Linked DNA regions of Triticum aestivum: region 1 is linked to region 2. The links are chromatin contacts, called in public Hi-C maps. All regions are on one chromosome and are shown on one strand. The core of a region is the stretch at or near the end of the contact, and the rest is flanking DNA. Distances in the headings are between cores, read along the strand shown. Region 1 holds the start of LOC123137433 (acetolactate synthase small subunit 2, chloroplastic). Region 2 holds the start of LOC123137432 (integrin-linked protein kinase 1).

Region 1 (5,424 bases), core at 1,597-4,096, 140 kb before region 2:
ACATACATACTGTAATAATGTATCTCATATGTTTACTGGAAGTCTGGAAATATTCTACTCGGTTATGTTACTTCGGTTGCACATTTAAAAGTCTGAGTGTGGTCTTCAGTTTTATATGAATGCAGGTCTCCCCAGTTTCACTGTATGAACTCTACTTTTCTTTCTATTTTTTTATTTCCTATAACCGGGTATACAAACTAATTTTTCTCTAAAAAGAATCACTTATGGAACGATGGCTGCACTGGGATTTCTACTGGTGGCAAAGAAGTTTAGTTGCATTTGTTTGCATTAAATAACTATTAAGATATACCAGTTCGCAAGATCTTTCTTTTCTTGCACCTCAAAATCTTTCTTGCATTATCCACACACAAGAGGCATCTCTCAAGCATAGGTTACCAAGTATTTAATCTGCAAACAGCAGTGTCCTAAAAGGTACTCCTAAAGCCTAGACGCCACCTTTTACAACAGTTGTAACAGGACAAGAAGAACAAGAAGAAATAGGCAACAAACATTGAGTTACTCTTATAAGCATAGAAACATACCCCGGCACTGGATGGTTGATCAAAACTGCCATTAACCGTCTTATTCACAGAGGTAAGAGGATTTTTGCGCGATGCTTCTACAAGGTCTGGGTAAGAAGCAGCAGAAAACCCCCAGAAACGAGCAGTTGCTCCGATCTTTTCACGCCTCAAAGCAATCTAAGAACGTTGGGAGATAAGAATTAGTTAATGAAGAAAATATGCCCGTGGAAGTAGGCAGCAAATGATTCAGAAAAATATGCCCATGCATGTAGGCAGCAAATGATTCAGAAAATACTTTTCCCGTTCGACAAATTTCTTCGATCCCAAATTTGCTTAGGTTCCTTTGTGCCGCAACGATTTTCCCAGGATCTCCAGTTACCTACAGCATTGATCAAATAAGTATCAAAGGCTTCACCCGGCATAAAACAAGGAACACATATACTATATGCAGAACTGTTGGAGATCAAGAGTTTTTACCTCCAGAGTTAGGCTGTTCTCAGAAATATCAACAACTTTCGCTCTGAAAACATTAGCTACAAACATGACCTATCAACCATGAGAAGAAACAGCACATTAAGAGTATCGTTGCAACTGTGTATGGAAGTACCAATATACTAATTCAGTGACTATGCAGATACAAGTCAACAGCATATCTTACATCAGCACGTTGATCTGGTTCAACACTGAGTTTTATAAGCATGAGCTCTCTTTCAACCTGAGGCTCCTTAGATAGATCCTCAACCTGCAATTTATTGGATTCAAATACAATATATATTAACAAACATTTATATGATCACAGAACAACATGCAATAAGAAAAGAAATCTGCAAACCAGGAACATACCAATGCTTGGGATAAAAAGGAAAACATCACATCACACTATTTAATTCATCTAGATGGTAGGAACGATAAGCAGACAACAGACAATTATGCAAGGTGATATGAAATAAGCTTAGATTCGTTAAAATAGCTGTTTTCTTTGGATATGCTGTATGTGCACAATGGCAGGAAAAAAAATCCATCTGTGAGTCCGTTCTTTTTAAGCATCTTCAGTATAACAATTATGATAAGGTTATATGGAAACAACTTAATACTCCTGATTCCATGCAACACAGTGATTTTTACCAAACATACAAACTGCTTCTTACTTGGATTATTACCATGTGAATATATGCTCGACATCACTGAAGACAAGGTACAGCAGTGATCAAAGTAACTGTATTTCCTTACATACAAACAAAATTTACAACACACTACACAACCAGGACACATCTGTATAGACATAAGAGTAAATTTCTCAACTTACACTTTTTGTTGCAAAATTATCAACTGATTACACGTTTAAGGGCCCACATGTGGCGCGTCCAGGCAGACGGCCTTCAGGGCCTTTTCTTGACCGGGCCAGGAAGAGATTCTTCTTAGTGCAAAGCCCCACCAGTCGAGTTTTTTTTGTTAGACGTTTAAAGACTAATGTCACAAAAAGAGCTTTTTTCTGACGTCGAAATGACTATTGAAGCTGTGATTATAATGGAATTGAGTATTACCGCAGAATACGGCTAAGGTGTTTATGACCAAATTAGCACTTTATACTGTAGTATATTGCTAGAGCTGACAGAAAATTTTGAAGCCGGTGAAATCTTCTGAAGTCTGTTGAAACCAAGTGGCATGAAAGCCGAATGATTTACTCCTCCTAACCATATACGGAGTAATAAAGTGGTGCAAAATGTGGAACGGCAGACTGACATTCAAGACGTTGACGAGCTTATTGAGCTGCTCAATGACTTGCTTGAGCACCCTATCCGTCCCTGAGACGACGATGGTGAAGAGGGCCTTGTCCTTGTTGAGCCCCACGGCGAGTGACTCGATGTTGTAGCCTCTCCTTGCGAACACCCCGGCAATCCTGTTTATCATGCCGCTCTCGTCCCCGACGAACACGGAAATCGTGTGGCGCCGCACCCTGCAATCCCGGCTAGCAACTCCCATCAAAAGTCAGCTCAAACGAGTAACGCGCGCAGCGGGGGACACCGGGCGCGGCAAGACGGGATTCATGCGCGAAGTATCAGAAACGGAGACCGCATTGCGGAGGGGAGAGGCGCTTACGGATCCCTCTTGGCGGTCGCGGCGACCGCCGACACGGCGGCGGTCGCCCCCGCGGCGACTCCGCGGCGGCGCAGGGGCCGGAAGGAGGCGCGCGCGGCGCATCCGGGGAGGCGGTCGCGGGCCGCCGGTGGCGACGGGCGGAGGTGGTGGGCGGTGGCGACGGACATGGATGGTGGTCGAGGGCGAAGTTGGTGGCTGGCTATCGGGAAGTGATGGACGGGACAGGACAGTGTGTTGGTTTAACAGCAAAGTAGGGTTTATGCGGGGGGGAATTACGAAGCTGCCCCCAGCCGCGCGTGCCAGACAGTGTGATACGATACGCGAGATGTGTCACGGGTGGCCACGTTTTCAGTTGGGCCGGGTGCGCTGGGGCCACCCACCAAATTCGGTATATCCTCTCTCTCTCTCTCTCTCGGGTGCTACGAGTTGCATGTGAAAGTGCTGCTACTACAAAACGAGGCGAATCCGCAGTTGTCAAATCGTGGCAAAGGCGCAAAGCCATCTTTGCGCAAAAAAGATACACACACGCCCACAACGCACCATACGTGTCCCGTCGTGGCATGCCACTTCGTCGTTTCTGGCCACGGCAGGCCGCGCAGAGCATTGCCCAGACGAAGCATAAAGGCAGCGCAACAGCCGAAAGTTGTTCCCGCGTGTTAGCTTTTGCTGATTGTCGTGTACTACACTGTGCAACGTGGCTGTGTTTTTTTTTCTGTCCGGGGCTGTTTTGTTAGAGCATCTCCAGCTGTTCGCCCCCAGAGGCTTGAAATAGCGCCGCCTGGGGGAAATCGGCGATAAATTCGGTGCGGGCAATCGGTTTTCCAGCCACAGCCCCAGACGCCGTTTTTTGAAAAAGAAAATCGGCCAAACACAACACAAATTCGTTCAAACTAGGCGATTTTATTCATATTTGTACAAAAAAAACACAAATTAAAAAAAATAACTACGCCTAGCACTACTACGCCGCCGCCTCCCGCCCACTACTAGGGAAAACCCTAGCAGTAGCGTGTGTTTAAAGCATATCAGTAGCGCGGGGAACAGCGCTACTAGTAAGGCGCTACAACTAAAAGTTAGCAGTAGCGTGTGTCGGACCACACTACTGCTATATCGACTTAGTAGCAGCGCTTTCCACTAGGAGCGCTACTGGTAATTAGTAGTAGCACCTCTCCCATCACGCGTTACTACTATTATTTCGTATTTCTTTTTTATTTTGTGTTGTATTCATACACCTTTATACAAGTTCTCATACTGCAGCAATTTAGAGAATGTTTTTACATCATAATGAGTTATTACATCACTGCGAGAAAGAACCGTGGACTAGTTTCAAGTGGATGGACATCCACTTGAAACTAATGCGCGGTTCTTTCACCCAATGATATAATAAATATCATCATCATCATCATCATATCATTAACAACTTATCATGATAATACATCATTGTCATATAACACCTCCTCATGATCATCATTTTCATCAATGAGACATCACATACAAGTTGGTCACTAGACATAATCACAACTAGTCCTCATCATCAACTCTCATAAACATATTGCACCTCATAGAACCTACTACATTCTCTTAGGACCTACTATATTATCTTAGGTAAAATAGCATAAAACAAGATAGCCCCTGACTCTCCATTATGGAGAATGGAGATTATCCTGTCTCCAATTCTTTCCTTTTGCACAATGTTGCTTCCAAGAACCTCCTTACGACTGTCCATACATTTTTTCCATTCTTTGATTATTATGTGTTCACCGGTTTTAGAAATCCGGCATGGACAGGTGAGATTCGTAGGACGACCTGTCTGTATGTTCAAAACATCAAGGCGACAATTCTGATACATCAAATGAGGCACACAATCCATCGGGATTTTCTGTTGAAAAACATAGTAATAATTTCGTAGGAGTATGCAAAAGATACACGGATGTCGTAATAGTAAAAAATCTTACCAGGATATCTTCATGAAAGTTATCGTGGTTCAACACGTGCACTAGTGGCACGTATTGACCATAATCTGGAGTTCGATAAAAGGCATTGTAATTCTCAATTTCAGTACAATATCCGACCAGATGATTTTTCTCCTGATAAGTTAACTCAAAGCCATCGGTGTAGTTGGTTCTGTCTATCATCTTCCGCACATTCTTTGAAAAATGAAAATAAGCTATCAATGGAAATAAGTTGTCAACTATTTTAAAATAAACAATATAAATTACTTAATAACTATGTTTGAGGAACTCACATAGCAGTAGAATTGGAAGCGTATCAACAAAGACCCAAATGTCTAAATTGTCTTGGTCGATGTTAGGATCACCAAGATCCATGGTGACAAACATACCCTCTTGAAAATCATACATCTTGCAAAGTGCTTCCCAACCCGGGCAACCAAAATGGGTTACGCTCTCAGGATTGTATAGATTTACCTCAAAATCCATACCATGATGGGTCCTTGGGTTAATTTTCTTTGCTTCATTCCTCTCATGATCTTCAAGACCCATCCTCTCCAAGACATAGCGTCTTGCATGGCATGGGATAAGCTAGTCGAATTGTAAAAGACAAAAATTACACGTTGAAGTAGTAGAAGTCAAGCTTAATTACGAAAAAACACTTTGCGTCGTAGCGTACCATTTCACAATCGAAGGTCTCCTAGAGCTTAATGCTGAAGCGCCGACCTTCGTCCAGGTGAGGCCCGTCGCAGAAACCCCAGTTGTCGCCGCACCAGGAGCACTCCCCCGAGACCTTCTTCGTCCGACGACATTTCTTATGTTCATAATTCAAAGATTAAACTTGTACAATTAAATAT
Region 2 (5,799 bases), core at 457-2,956:
CACGCGAGACGCGAACTAATCACACAGACACGGTGTTGACGTACGGCCATGGCAAGGAAGCTGCCGCTCGCCGCGGAGCCGCCCACTTACCATAGATCGTGTATATGCATCCCTCCCTCTGTCTCTCTCTCTCTCGTCGACCGACTTTTCTTAGTAAGAGTATTATCTTTTCCCCACGCAGATAAGATCCGTCTGCCCCGTTATGGGTTTTCGCGATGAGTGCGACTGAAGTCTAGTAGCAGCAGCAGCTAAGCGGGGAACAAGTCTGGTCTGATCCACTCTCGGAAACTGAGGCCCCCAAATGGACATGAACCAACCAAACTGATCCACTCCCTCAAAAAAAAAAAAAGCACGCACTCGCAACAATCGCCGTCCAAACATGGAGACCACTGTTTGTATTGAGGCGCTAGCAGCAACATGAAGAATCTCCGAAAGAGATCACAGATCAGCAGCAGAAGCACACGATTCCACACGCATTGCGTGCTGCCTCACCTTTAAGCTTTGCACGCATGGGCAAAGCCCGGAGCGACTCTAGTTTTTTACAAGTACTAACAATAAGATAACGTGTTGCTCAATCCATGAAGACACTGGAGCTTAAAGGTTAAGCGACAAGATTTCGATGATATTACCTAATATATGACCCATGAAATGTACTAATAAGTTATGGCATTCTGATCAACCCTCTGTTTTTTCACCACACCGCAATACTCCCTCCTTCCATCTATATAGGGCCTAATGCGTTTTTCAAGACCGCCTTTGACTGTTGATAAAATTAATACTACATGACATGCATAATGTGAAAATTATATCATTGAAAGCTCCTTTCACATACGAATTTGATGATGTGCTTTGTGTAAGTTGCATGTCATATATTATTGCTCTAATATTTGGTCAAAGTTAATCTCGAAAAACACATTAGGCCCTATATAGATGGAAGGAGGGAGTAGGATAGTATTTCCTCCGTAAAGAAATATACTCCTAGAATTAATGATTGTTTTCCTGTTTGTCATTGGAAAGAACGGAAAAGCATTGTATTCCTCCTAGAAAATGACACAACAGGTAAAAATAAGAACGGAGAAGATTCGGTGATACGAAGCTGGTCCATTTTACAAGCGATCCACTATTTTCCATCCCGAAGATCATACACCCAGAGCCAGAGCGATCATTACAGATATATAGGGACAACAAGAATCAGTAACGTTCTTATGTTTCTTTATTATAGAGCCATAGAGGGAGTAGTACTATAATAACTCAACTACTAATATGAATTACTGCATCAAATGTGGACTAATGGACTTGCATTCAGTGCCCCAAAGTAAACAAGACTATATTTAGCAGCCAAAAAAAAAAAAAATTAGCAGCCTATGGACTGGCAGACCAAAGGAAAATTCAACTGGCAACAAGTCTTCGCAGCCCGCCCGCTAGATATTCAGCTAGACGAAGGCGAATAATTCCGACTTGTAGGAAGGGGAAAAAAACAGAAAGTCGTCGGCAAGTGTTCCCATGAAGCGACAAAAGCACGCAAAACCCCTTGGACTCCCGCACCACTGCCCACCGACACACTGACCCCACAGCTGCCCGCCCCCGGCAGTCAGTGACTCTTAACCTTTTGAACTCAGATCGAGTCCGAGCTGTACCCGCGATGCTCCCCCCTCACCGGCGGTTATTCCCTGTCGATCGGCTCCCTCCCCTCCCTTGCTCTGCTTCCCACTACGCTGATACCAACAACTCCCGCTCCGCTGCCACTGGTCACCATCTCGAGTCTCCGCCCGATTTTTATTACGCCCACGCCCAATCATCATTCGTCTCCAATCCCCAGAAGCACCCACCTCCGCGCGAGATCCCACGCACCAAAAACCGGGCGCGGATTCTCGCTGTGCCTCGATCTCGCGCCGCGCCTGGTGGTTGGACGCAGGAGGCGGAGGCGATGGCCGCGGCGGCGAAGCTGACGCGGAGCTTCTCGCGGCAGCTGTCGTCGGGGGCGGCGCGGGTGTGGCGCCAGCTGTCGCTGGAGCCGCACACCCCGCGGCGTGGGGCGGCCGCGGCGACGGGGGCCGTGGCGGCGGCGGGGCCGACCAGGTTCGGCCTAGCGAGGCAGTCGTCGCTCGACCCGACGCCGGCGCCCGATGACGGGGCGGTGCTGGCCATGCCGGAGAACCTGGACGCCACCATGCGGCTGCTGTACGCGGCGTGCCAGGGGGACGCGGCCGGCGTGGAGGAGCTGCTCAGGGAAGGGGTGGACGTCGACAGCATTGACTTCGACGGCCGCACGGCGCTGCACATCACCGCCTGCGAGGGCCGGGGGGAGGTGGTGCGCCTGCTGCTCGGCTGGAAGGCCAACATCAACGCCCGCGACCGATGGGGCAGCACGGTGCGCCCTTCGCCCAACTTTCTTCTCTCGCCACCCTGCTATGCGTCACCTGAATTTCGCTACGTCCCGCACTTTGCATACTTCCTATCACAAGCACCTCTGGTCATTTCCTTTGTGCAATTACATCGTACTAAGAGTACAGGGTCTGCCACATTGGGGCAATGACCAACCTGATGCATTCGGAAATAGCGATAATATAGGCGCATGGCACGTGCGACTACTTATCTAGCCGAACCTGATTTCAGCTTGTATTTCTATGCATCCAATTTTCAGCCAGCAGCGGATGCTAAACATTACGGGCACTTTGAAGTGTACAACCTTCTCAGAGCAAGAGGAGCAAAACTTCCGGTAATGCATTTCTTATTTTCGTAATTCAAAATTCCCGGAACTCTTCTTAACTCTTGCTATTGCTATGATATGGAAAATAATTTCTATATATTTGTTATTCTCCTCTACCAGAAAACCAAAAAGACTCCAATGACTGTGTCAAATCCCAAAGAAGTTCCAGAGTATGAACTGAACCCTCTTGAACTCGAGTTCCGAAGAGGAGAGGAGGTTACAAAGGCATGTCTCAATAAACTCCCTCCTTTTGTTTTCTCTTTTTGCACGGTGTCTTTCTTCATGTATTTGAGTTCCTTGGATAAGAGTGCTAACAATTCTTTGCACAGTGGACTTATTGATGCTTAAAAGTGTTAAGGTTGAAAACATGATTCTTATGTCGATTTCCATGATAATTTAAGCCCTACTATTAGTACTCAAAAACAAGAAAATCATATCTTCTACTGTAGGTTTATCTAAATTTGCATTTGCTGATTTGATTGGTTTGACATAACTATGACCGCCTTACCTGTCATACAATTTGTACAGGGTTACTATGTAGCCAAATGGTATGGCTCCAAAGTTTTCGTGAAGATACTTGACAAAGATAGCTTCTCAGACGGAGATAGCATGTATGAGCTGCCTCCTTGAACTTTTACAACCTTTTTTATTTGATAACCATGAAGTTGCACACTGAAGTTTAGTACTGTATCTAAGACAATTATCATGATGAATTGGGTCTATTATAATCATATAACGCTCAATAGTAGTATAGTTTGTTGAGATATTGTGCCAGACAATCCTACAACTCACCTTGGCATCCTCTCTGTTCATTGAACTTGAATAATAATTTCTCTTTTTATAAACAAGTTACAGGAAAAATATTATTACTACACCCCAGCTTCGTGCACTCACGCTACACCCAGGCAAGAAAACATAACAAAACATTTCGAAAATATCTGAAACTTTGTGGGAAGGATTATGAACAAATGTTATAGGTGCTTGCAAAGTTTGGTGGTCAAATGATATTCGAGGAGCTCTGTACAAAAAAAATTACTCAAAATGTACGTGCACTATTTGAGCAAAATTTCTAGTTTTGTTTTTTTGTACACACCTCCTCGGATGTCATTTGACCACCAAACTTTGCAAGCATCTATAATATTTGTTCATAATCATTTCCACAAAGTTTCAGATATTTTCGAAATGTTTTGCTATGTTTTCTTGCCTGGGTGTAGCGTGGGTGCACCGAGCTGGGGTTCCCTTATGGAGTTATCACAGTATTTATTATCATGTAATTAGTTTGACAAACTAACTTAATACAGTTTCAGTCTAAACAGCTTTTTTCAGTTCATAGTCATGAACTTTTTATTTTGATTTGGGCTATGCTTATCATGTGTCATTCAATACTGCTAAGTTCTGTCGTCATATCAACTCAGAGAGGCATTCAAACACGAGCTTACTTTACTGGAGAAAGCGCGGCATCCCAATTTGGTCCAATTTGTGGGAGCTGTTACACAAAATGTACCACTGATGATTGTTTCAGAATACCACCAAAAAGTGAGTAGTTGTGCTTGATTCAACAGAACAAATGCATGTATTCACTTTTGATCATTTCGAAAAAGCAATCCTCCAACTAGCAGGGTTTCTTCACATAAATTTATGGAGTACTATGCACTTAAGTCACCTGAACAATATTTTTTTTGTTATTAGAACAGTAGAAAGTAATCCTATTGGATTTACCTAACAATATTACTCTTCTATCATCGATGACTGGATTTGTGTTCCCTCATTAGGGTGATCTAGCGAGCTATCTTGAGACAAAAGGTCGCGTGCAATCTTATAAAGCGATCAGGTTTGCCCTTGACATTGCAAGGTATGTTAGGATTCATGACATATGTATCTTGTTTTCCTTCAAAGCTGTATCTACCATTTGAATTGTTGACTGGAACTGCTCGTGTCAGTGCATCATTTTGTAGTCACGTGACAATAAGTTTATTTTCTTTATTTTTAGACAGGAAAAACAAGAAAATTAATTTGAGTCATCTAAATGAAATGGTTTTCAATTTTCAGTTATGTGTTATTTCAATGAAACAAAATGAAATCACAAATGATTTATGAAGTTCATGGGCTAGTTTTTGTATTCTGTTCTTCTACCGCCAGAACAGAGGAAAAAAAATTCTGCATTAATTCCTTCTTCTTATTTAGGGGACTAAATTATCTTCACGAGTGCAAGCCAGAGCCAATCATCCACGGTGATCTGTCACCAAAGTAAGCTCATCCAAATATATTTCGTCACTAAACCAGTGCACTGTACTAAATTCAAGTGGTTTATTCTATGTGGACTGTACGTTATGATACTTTTGTAAGGTTTCAGAAACATTGTGCGGGATGATGAAGGAAAACTTAAGGTGGCAGGCTTTGGATCACTTGATCTGACAAAAGTCTCCCAAGATAAACTACAGATGGTTCAGCCAGTGTCAAATTTTGACAGTACGTTATATTTACCTATTTAATGACAGCATGCTGCATCGTACATTCTTTCTATGTAATGGTTCTATACCAGTGACCATCTCAAATTAGTACTAGTGCCACAGTTATGACTTATAACTACTCCTATTAAATATGTTCATGTGCGTAGGTGTATACATTGCTCCTGAAATGTACAGAAACGAAGCATTTGACAGAAGTGTGGATACATTTGCGTTCGGTCTCATTCTTTACGAGGTATGTAATCTGTCAAACTTCTTAATTTGGAAGCGCCAATGAATTCACACTAACTGTTTGTTGCAGCTGTCGCCAGTACGTAATTCAAATGAGCGCATATTTTTAGCTAGGCGTCGCACGTGTACATTATCTTATATTTATTGTTCAGATGATTGAAGGATCTCCTGCATTTCACCCAAAGCCTCAAGAGGAAGCGGCCAAGATGATTTGTTCAGAGGGTTTGAGACCATTATTCAAGAATAAACCCAAATCATATCCTGAGGGTGTGAAAGAGTAAGTGAATCTTATGCCGTGTTCCGTTCTTATCCCTCTTTACTCGTAGTCATATGTTTGCGAGTAGCTTTTGCTTTCTGTTCATACATGTCTATATACTGTATTAATAATCT

Evidence for each region. A called contact is a pair of places that touch in the nucleus more often than the background predicts.
Region 1: a Hi-C map of leaf shows a contact between it and region 2, with 4 times the contacts expected there. The contact joins the promoter of LOC123137433 here to the promoter of LOC123137432 in region 2. A contact is called at or near these places in 2 of 5 Hi-C or Micro-C datasets (both in leaf).

Annotation. Positions count from the first base shown.
Region 1 is chr6B:452,958,725-452,964,148 of IWGSC CS RefSeq v2.1, reverse strand. LOC123137433 (acetolactate synthase small subunit 2, chloroplastic) reads right to left here and starts at 2,846. Exons shown (of 12, transcript XM_044557188.1): 1 at 2,622-2,846; 2 at 2,265-2,478; 3 at 1,180-1,263; 4 at 999-1,067; 5 at 817-900; 6 at 543-698. The coding sequence starts at 2,788.
Region 2 is chr6B:452,817,699-452,823,497 of IWGSC CS RefSeq v2.1, reverse strand. It overlaps LOC123137432 (integrin-linked protein kinase 1), which reads left to right and starts at 1,706. Exons shown (of 12, transcript XM_044557185.1): 1 at 1,706-2,371; 2 at 2,645-2,719; 3 at 2,831-2,935; 4 at 3,239-3,321; 5 at 4,126-4,246; 6 at 4,483-4,562; 7 at 4,895-4,957; 8 at 5,064-5,179; 9 at 5,328-5,413; 10 at 5,562-5,686. The coding sequence starts at 1,928.